Regions from separate parts of the Mus musculus genome. Here region 2 is linked to region 1. Evidence: chromatin contacts called from public promoter capture Hi-C data. All regions are on one chromosome and are shown on one strand. Each heading gives the region's core, a stretch centred on a gene start, on an enhancer-like site or on the middle of the called end of the contact. The rest is flanking DNA. Distances are from core to core; before and after follow the strand shown.

What was found. Promoter capture Hi-C pulls out the DNA fragments that hold promoters and counts their contacts.
Region 2: a contact with region 1 is called in a promoter capture Hi-C map of hematopoietic stem and progenitor cells. The contact joins the promoter of Ncf1 here to the enhancer-like site in region 1. A contact is called at or near these places in 4 of 39 promoter capture datasets (the C10 cell line, hematopoietic stem and progenitor cells and liver), 1 of 115 datasets of contacts at active chromatin or transcription factors (double positive thymocytes) and 3 of 9 other capture datasets (adipose tissue, liver and pancreatic islet).

The regions. Positions count from the first base shown.
Region 1 is chr5:134,393,153-134,396,350 of GRCm38.p6, reverse strand. Gtf2ird1 (general transcription factor II I repeat domain-containing 1) reads left to right here. Exons shown (of 30, transcript NM_001081464.2): 9 at 551-734. Among named protein-coding and RNA genes, the nearest start is that of Gm46925, 46 kb to the right of the region's middle. Within about 2 kb of position 1,545, at least 107 of the 459 cell types and tissues checked have an H3K27ac peak or open chromatin away from gene starts, as enhancers often do. A contact at or near this core is called in adipose tissue, double positive thymocytes and hematopoietic stem and progenitor cells, where this site is marked.
Region 2 is chr5:134,227,642-134,231,053 of GRCm38.p6, reverse strand. It overlaps Ncf1 (neutrophil cytosolic factor 1), which reads left to right and starts at 1,429. Exons shown (of 11, transcript NM_010876.4): 1 at 1,429-1,558; 2 at 2,899-2,979. The coding sequence starts at 1,487.

The sequences.
Region 1 (3,198 bases), core at 296-2,795:
GCAAGATGGCTCAATTGGTACAGGTGCTTGCGGCTAAGCCTCTTGCTCTGGAACCCACATGATGGAAGGAGAGAACCGACTCTTGCAAGTTGTCCTCTGACCTCCACACTCAGGCTGTGGCCCTTAGCCATGACTCCCAATAAATAAATAGTGAACCTTCTAAAGTGTTTGAAAAAGGATGCTGGGCCAGGTTGTGGTGGCACTCAGAAGGCAGTTTGAGGTTAGCCTTGTATATAGAGTGACTTATAGGATAGCCAGGGCTACCCAGAGAAACCCTGTGTGTGTGTATTTGTGTGTGTGTGTGTTTGTGTGTGTGTAGCTGGGGGACACTGTTCTTTAATGCCTACATTTGGGGAGCAAGACAAATCTTTGAGCTTGAGGCTAACCTGGTCTACATAGTGAGTTCTGAGTCAGCCAGGGCTACATAGTGAGACTTTGTCTAAAAACGTTGAAAGAAGCACACGCAGCCAACAGTGTTAGATGGACTGTGGCCAACACCGTATCCACTGTGACTTGTCCCTTGCATTCACCCTTGTTCTTACCCTTCCAGCGGAAGCCCTGGGCCTGGACCACATGGTCCCTGTGCCCTATAGGAAGATTGCCTGTGACCCCGAGGCTGTGGAAATTGTGGGTATTCCAGACAAGATCCCCTTCAAGCGACCCTGTACTTACGGAGTGCCGAAGCTGAAGAGGATTCTGGAGGAGCGACACAGCATTCACTTCATTATCAAGAGGTGTGAATTGGCTCCGTTCTATGAAAGAAAGGCTTCCTAGAATCCCTCAGTGAGGAGCTGGGGGCGTGGCTCAGTGGTAGAGCCCCTGCCTAGAATCCCCCAGTGAGGGGCTGGGGGCATGGCTCAGTGGTAGAGCCCTTGCCTATAATCCCCCAGTGAGGGGCTGGGGGCATGGCTCAGTGGTAGAGCCCCTGACTAGAATCCCCCAGGGAGGGGCTGGGGGCGTGGCTCAGTGGTAGAGCCCCTGACTAGAATCCCCCAGGGAGGGGCTGGGGGCGTGGCTCAGTGGTAGAGCCCCTGCCTAGAATCCCTCAGGGAGGGGCTGGGGGTGTGGCTCAGTGGTAGAGCCCCTGCCTAGAATCCCCCAGGGAGGGGCTGGGGGTGTGGCTCAGTGGTAGAGCCCCTGCCTAGAGTCCCCCAGGGAGGGGCTGGGGGCGTGGCTCAGTGGTAGAGCCCCTGCCTAGAATCCTCCAGTGAGGGGCTGGGGGCGTGGCTCAGTGGTAGAGCCCCTGCCTAACATGTATGAAGGACTGGATTTTTCATCCTCAGAACCACAAAAGCAAAAAAGAGGAGCAGATGATTCTAGAGCTTTGGGACCCTAAGTCAGTGAAGTGTGCCTTCCAGCCTGGGCACCCTATGAGGACATTTGGCTTTTTTCCCCTGCGGAAAATGATATGAAACCCCTCCTAGTCGGACTGTACCTCCCCCCAACTCCTTACTTCCTAAAGAATGGTCGCCTTGTTAAGTCTGCAGCCGCTGGGTCAGTGGGTGGGGCTGAGAGGGGAAGCAGGGCCCCCGACAGGAAGCTAGTTCCCGCCCCCACGCCAGCATTGCTCTCCGACTGCTTCAGGCCTTTTGGTATCCAGATGTGTGTGTGAGCTCCCAGAGCTCCGGGAAGAGCAAGGAACCCTTGGTCTCTCAGAGGAAGAACAGGAAGCCACGTTCATGCCCTGAGCTTAATTCAGACACCCAACTTAGTCTACCCTTACTGGCTTGTTTGTTTGTTTCATTTTATTTTAATTTGTTTGTTTGTTTGTTTGGAGAGAAGGTTTCCCTGTGTAGTTCTGGCTGGAACTTAATACGTAGACCAGGCTGGCCTCAAACTTATCAGACCCGCCTGCCTTTGCCTCCCTTGTGCTGGGATCAAAGGCTCGCAACACCACTGCTGGCTGTTTTAGTTTGGGGGTCCTTTGTTTTGTTTTCTGGGTTGTTGTTTGTTTGTTTTTGTTTTTGTTTTGTTTTTAAGACATGCATGGTCTGTGTACTGTGTAGCCCAGGATGACCTTGAATTTCTGAGTCTTCTTTTTCCACCGGGATTACAGGTCTGCATTTCTGTGCTCTACATTCTCCATGGCTTCCTAAGTTATGTCAGACGGGTTGGCTAAAATAGTTGGTTTTGTGACGTTTCCACACATTCAGATCAGGCACTCTGATCCTAGTGTCTGAGTGTCTGTCTGTCTGTCTGTCTGTCTGTCTGTCTCTCTCTCTCTCTCTCTCTCTCACACACACACACACACACACACACACACACACACCATTTATACACTCATCCCCCTGTCCCAGTTTCATCCTGTCACCCCTGTGATAAACACAACGACTGAAGGGAAGCAACTTTGGGGCAGGGAAAAGGTTTATTTCCACTTCTGGGTCCCAGTCCCTCCTTGAGGAAAGCTGGCAGGAACTCTGCAGATATCTTGGAGGAATGCTGCTCACTAACTCACTCTCTGCCTCAGCCCTTGCTAGTGCTGGGCTTTCTTACACAGCCCAGGACCACGCCCATTGAGGGCACCACCCACAGTGGGCTGAGCATCCGTTTACAGGATTCCTCACAGACACGTCCATAGGCCAGTCTCCTGTGGGCAGTTCGCTCCTCAGAGGGCCCCACTTTGTTGTTAAGCCCTGTGGTGGTAGCAGCACACACAGCCTCCCAAATGCTGGGATTACAGGTGGGTGGGTACCTCCATGCCTGTCCTTCTTGGCCTCGGCTTTAGAGGTTTTGGACCTTAAGCCATCCCAGGGCCTCTTCCCCTGCAGTCGGTCCATCAGTGACCTGACCTTTCACAGGGTCCAAGGTGTCTGTGGCTCCCATGAGGTAGAAGCCTGCATGGATGAGCAAGCATATCACTACAAGGGCCTGCCCTTGCTTGGGGCTTCTACCTTCTGAGGCTGCCCCTGAAGGGGTCCTCAGGTCAGCTTCCGTGACTGTGATCTGTCCAGTGGCTCCGAGTTGCTTCTTGCTGAGCCTGGCCCTTAGAAACATGGGTATATAACAGGGGCTTCATGAGCAGGTAAGGGATGGTGGTGTGGTTCAGTGGTCAGAGCACCTGCCTGGCATCCACAAAGCCCTGGATTCCATCCCCAGCACTCAGAATCCAGGCATAGTGTAAACAGGCCTGTAATCCCAGCACGGGAGGGGGATCAGGAATCCAAGGTCATCCTGGGCTCCAAAGGGAGTTCAAGGTCA
Region 2 (3,412 bases), core at 180-2,679, 170 kb after region 1:
CTGGGAAAAACGAAAAATAAAAAAGTACATACTTTCCAGGCTAAGGGAGGGCTCCGTGGCTGCGACTGCTTCTCTCTCTTGCAGAGGGATCTAACTTCAGTACCAAACATCAATGTCTGCTATTTCACAACTGCCTATAACTGCATCTACACACACACACAAACACACACACACAGAGGATTCTGAGCTTTTCTTTATTTTTTTAAAAAAGTTTTTTTTTTAAATGGTTTTTCGAGACAGGGTTTCTCTGTATAGCTCTGACTGTCCTGGAACTCACTTTGTAGACCAGGCTGGCCTCGAACTTAGAAATCCACCTGCCTCTGCCTCCCAAGTGCTGGGATTAAAGGTGTGTGCCACCACACCTGGCTTTTTAAAAAGATTTATGTATTTATTTTATGTATATGAGTACACTGTAGCTGTACAGATGGTTGTGAGCCTTCATGTGGTTGTTGGGAATTGAATTTAGGACCTCCCCTTGCTCAGGTCGGACCCTCTCACTTCAGATAACTCTTCTCTCTCCATCAGTCCCTGCTTTCTCCGCCCAAAGATTTATTTATTATTATACATTGCAGATGGTTGTGAGCCACCATGTGGTTGCTGGGATTTGAACTCAGGACCTTCAGAAGAAGAGCAGACAGTGCTCTTACCCACTGAGCCATCTCGCTGGCCCTAAACTTTTCTTTAATGTAGGTTCTAGAGATAGAACTCAGGTCCTCAGGCTTGTATGCCAAGGACTTTATCTGCGGAGCCATGTCCAGTCCTGGTCCTGTAAAGACAGGACTTCTAAAGTCAATCTCACGTAGGCCAGGCTATCTTCAAACTCATTATATAGCTGAAGCTGGCCTTGAACCCTTGATTCTCCTGCCTCTACCTCCCAAGGGCTGGGGTCACAGGCTTTTTTTTTTTTCCTGAGATAGGGTTTCTCTGTATAGCCCTGGCTGTCCTGGAACTCACTTTGTAGACCAGGCTGGCCTCGAACTCAGAAATCTGCCGGCCTCTGCCTGCCACCACACCCAGCTTTTTTTTTTTTAAGATTTATTTATTTATTTTATTAATCTGAGCATGCTGTAGCTGTCTTCAGACAACACCAGAAGAGGGCATCAGATCCCATTACAGATGGTTGTGAGCCACCATGTGATTGCTGGGAATTGAACTGAGAACCTCTGGAAGAGCAGTCAGTGCTCTTAAGCACTGCACCAGCTCTCCAGCCCCATGTTTGTTGGGGGTGGTTCAGAACTGTAGAGAGGCCCCAGTGCCTGGGTTGGGCCATGGTGTCGGTAGAACAGGTTTCTGTGCTTCAGGGCCCCTGGCTGCCCCACCACTCTGTTGAAGCTCAAAAATTCTCAGAAAGTGAAAGACTAAGTCTAAGAGCCTCCTGGGCCTTCCCCGCCCTTACCCCACAAGCAGCAGAAACCACTTCTTCTTTTTAGTGTATTTAAGGCCCAGCCCAGGCTATAGAGAGAAGTGTCCCTGTCACGGCCCAGCCATGGGGGACACCTTCATTCGCCATATTGCCCTGCTGGGCTTCGAGAAGCGCTTCATCCCCAGCCAGCACTATGTGAGTAGCCTAAGAGTGCCCTGCAGGAGCGCATAGTGGGGACAGTGCTATCACTCTGCTGCTACCCAAAAACCACCTGGACCAGGGAAGGAGATGAGAGGAAGGGAGACCAGGGAAGGATGTGAGGGGAAGGGGGACCAGGGGAGGATATGGGGGGAGGGGTCCAGGGGAGGATATGAGGGGGAGGGGGACCAAGGGAAGGATGTGAGAGGGAGGGGGATCAGGGGAGGATATGGGGGGAGGGAGAACAGGGGAAGGATATGGAGAGAGGGAGACCAGGGGAAGGATGTGAGAGGGAGGGGGGACCAGGGGAGGATATGGGGGGAGGGAGAACAGGGGAAGGATATGGGGAGGAGGGGTCCAGGGGAGGCTATGAGGGGGAGGGGGACCAAGGGAAGGATGTGAGAGGGAGGGGGACCAGGGAAGGATATGGGGGGAGGGAGAACAGGGGAAGGATATGGGAGGAGGGGTCCAGGGGAGGCTATGAGGGGGAGGGGGACCAAGGGAAGGATGTGAGGGGGAGGGGGACCAGGGGAAGATATACCTCCGTGGGGACCTCTCAGGCACAGGGCTTTCTTATCCTTGGGCTTCAGGCTTCTCTTGGGTGTTCACAAAGGACCCTGCCATGGTGAGCAGATACCCCTGTGCACCGTCCCAGCTGCCTCCCTCTCTGTCTTCACACTGAGCCCCCAAGCATGCCAGAGCTCAACCTTACCCTCTGTCCAGTGCCTAGGACCAAGGCTCATTCCTACCAGGAAACCTCCCTGTCTAGTCAGCTCCAGGAGTGGCCCTGCATGGCAGCCTGCGAGGCCTGGAAACTGTGGCTTTTTTTTCTCTCCTCTTCTATGATATTGGTTACTGAGTTTGGATCCCTAGTAGGGGACGATGTCTCCCGTTTGCCCTGGGGAGATGAGGTCGAGGAATATCTGCCCATATATCTAGACTCTATCACTGGGTCTGCTCGGCCCAAGGCAGGCCAGAGATGGTGCCGCCCAGCACTTGTAAGCTGTTTACCTGGGACCCTCAGCAGTTAAGAGCTAAGTCTCCCCTCCCTCCTCCCTCCCTCTCTAAATATAAATGTTCTGAATCATTCCACAACCAAAAGCCACACCAGAAGAGGGGACAGCGGTCACCCTGGGTGTTTCCTTCATGTCCTCCATCCCTCCCCTGGAGACAATCACAGGGGTATTTTTAGACAGAGTCTCACAATGTAGCAAAACCCCCAAAGATTGCCTCACCACAACCCCTCAGCCTTCCATCCAAGGCTAAAAAGGCAGCCCAGGGGCACAGCATGGTCCTCGTGGGTGCTGAGTGCCCCTCTCGGCTCTAATGCCCCTCAGGTGTACATGTTCCTGGTTAAGTGGCAGGACCTGTCGGAGAAGGTGGTCTACAGAAAATTCACCGAGATCTACGAGTTCCATGTGAGTGTTGGGGGAGGGGCAGATTCGAACTGCAGCTTTGCCTCTGCCTTTGTGGACCTCAAGCTCAGCATGTATCTGAAGTCAGATTAGCCTGGGGTACCTAGAGATTTCCGAGGGCTACATAGTGAGACCCTGTCTCAAAATAAACAAATGAAGGAGACAGGGACAGAGGAGATAACACACACACACACACACACACACACACACACACACACACACACACACACAAAGGGGGTGGGTGGGTGGGAATGAGAATATTTCAATGGGACTTTTGTGGACCCAATGGCTCCCCCTCCCGGTGAGTGTTATGAACTGCTCCAACTTAGATCTTTTCGAGCACCCCTTTTGTTCTTTCTCATGTATCTAAGACTGGCTTCAAACTCATTACACAACAAGGATGCCTTTGAACTCCTGATCCTCCTGCCTCAATTCC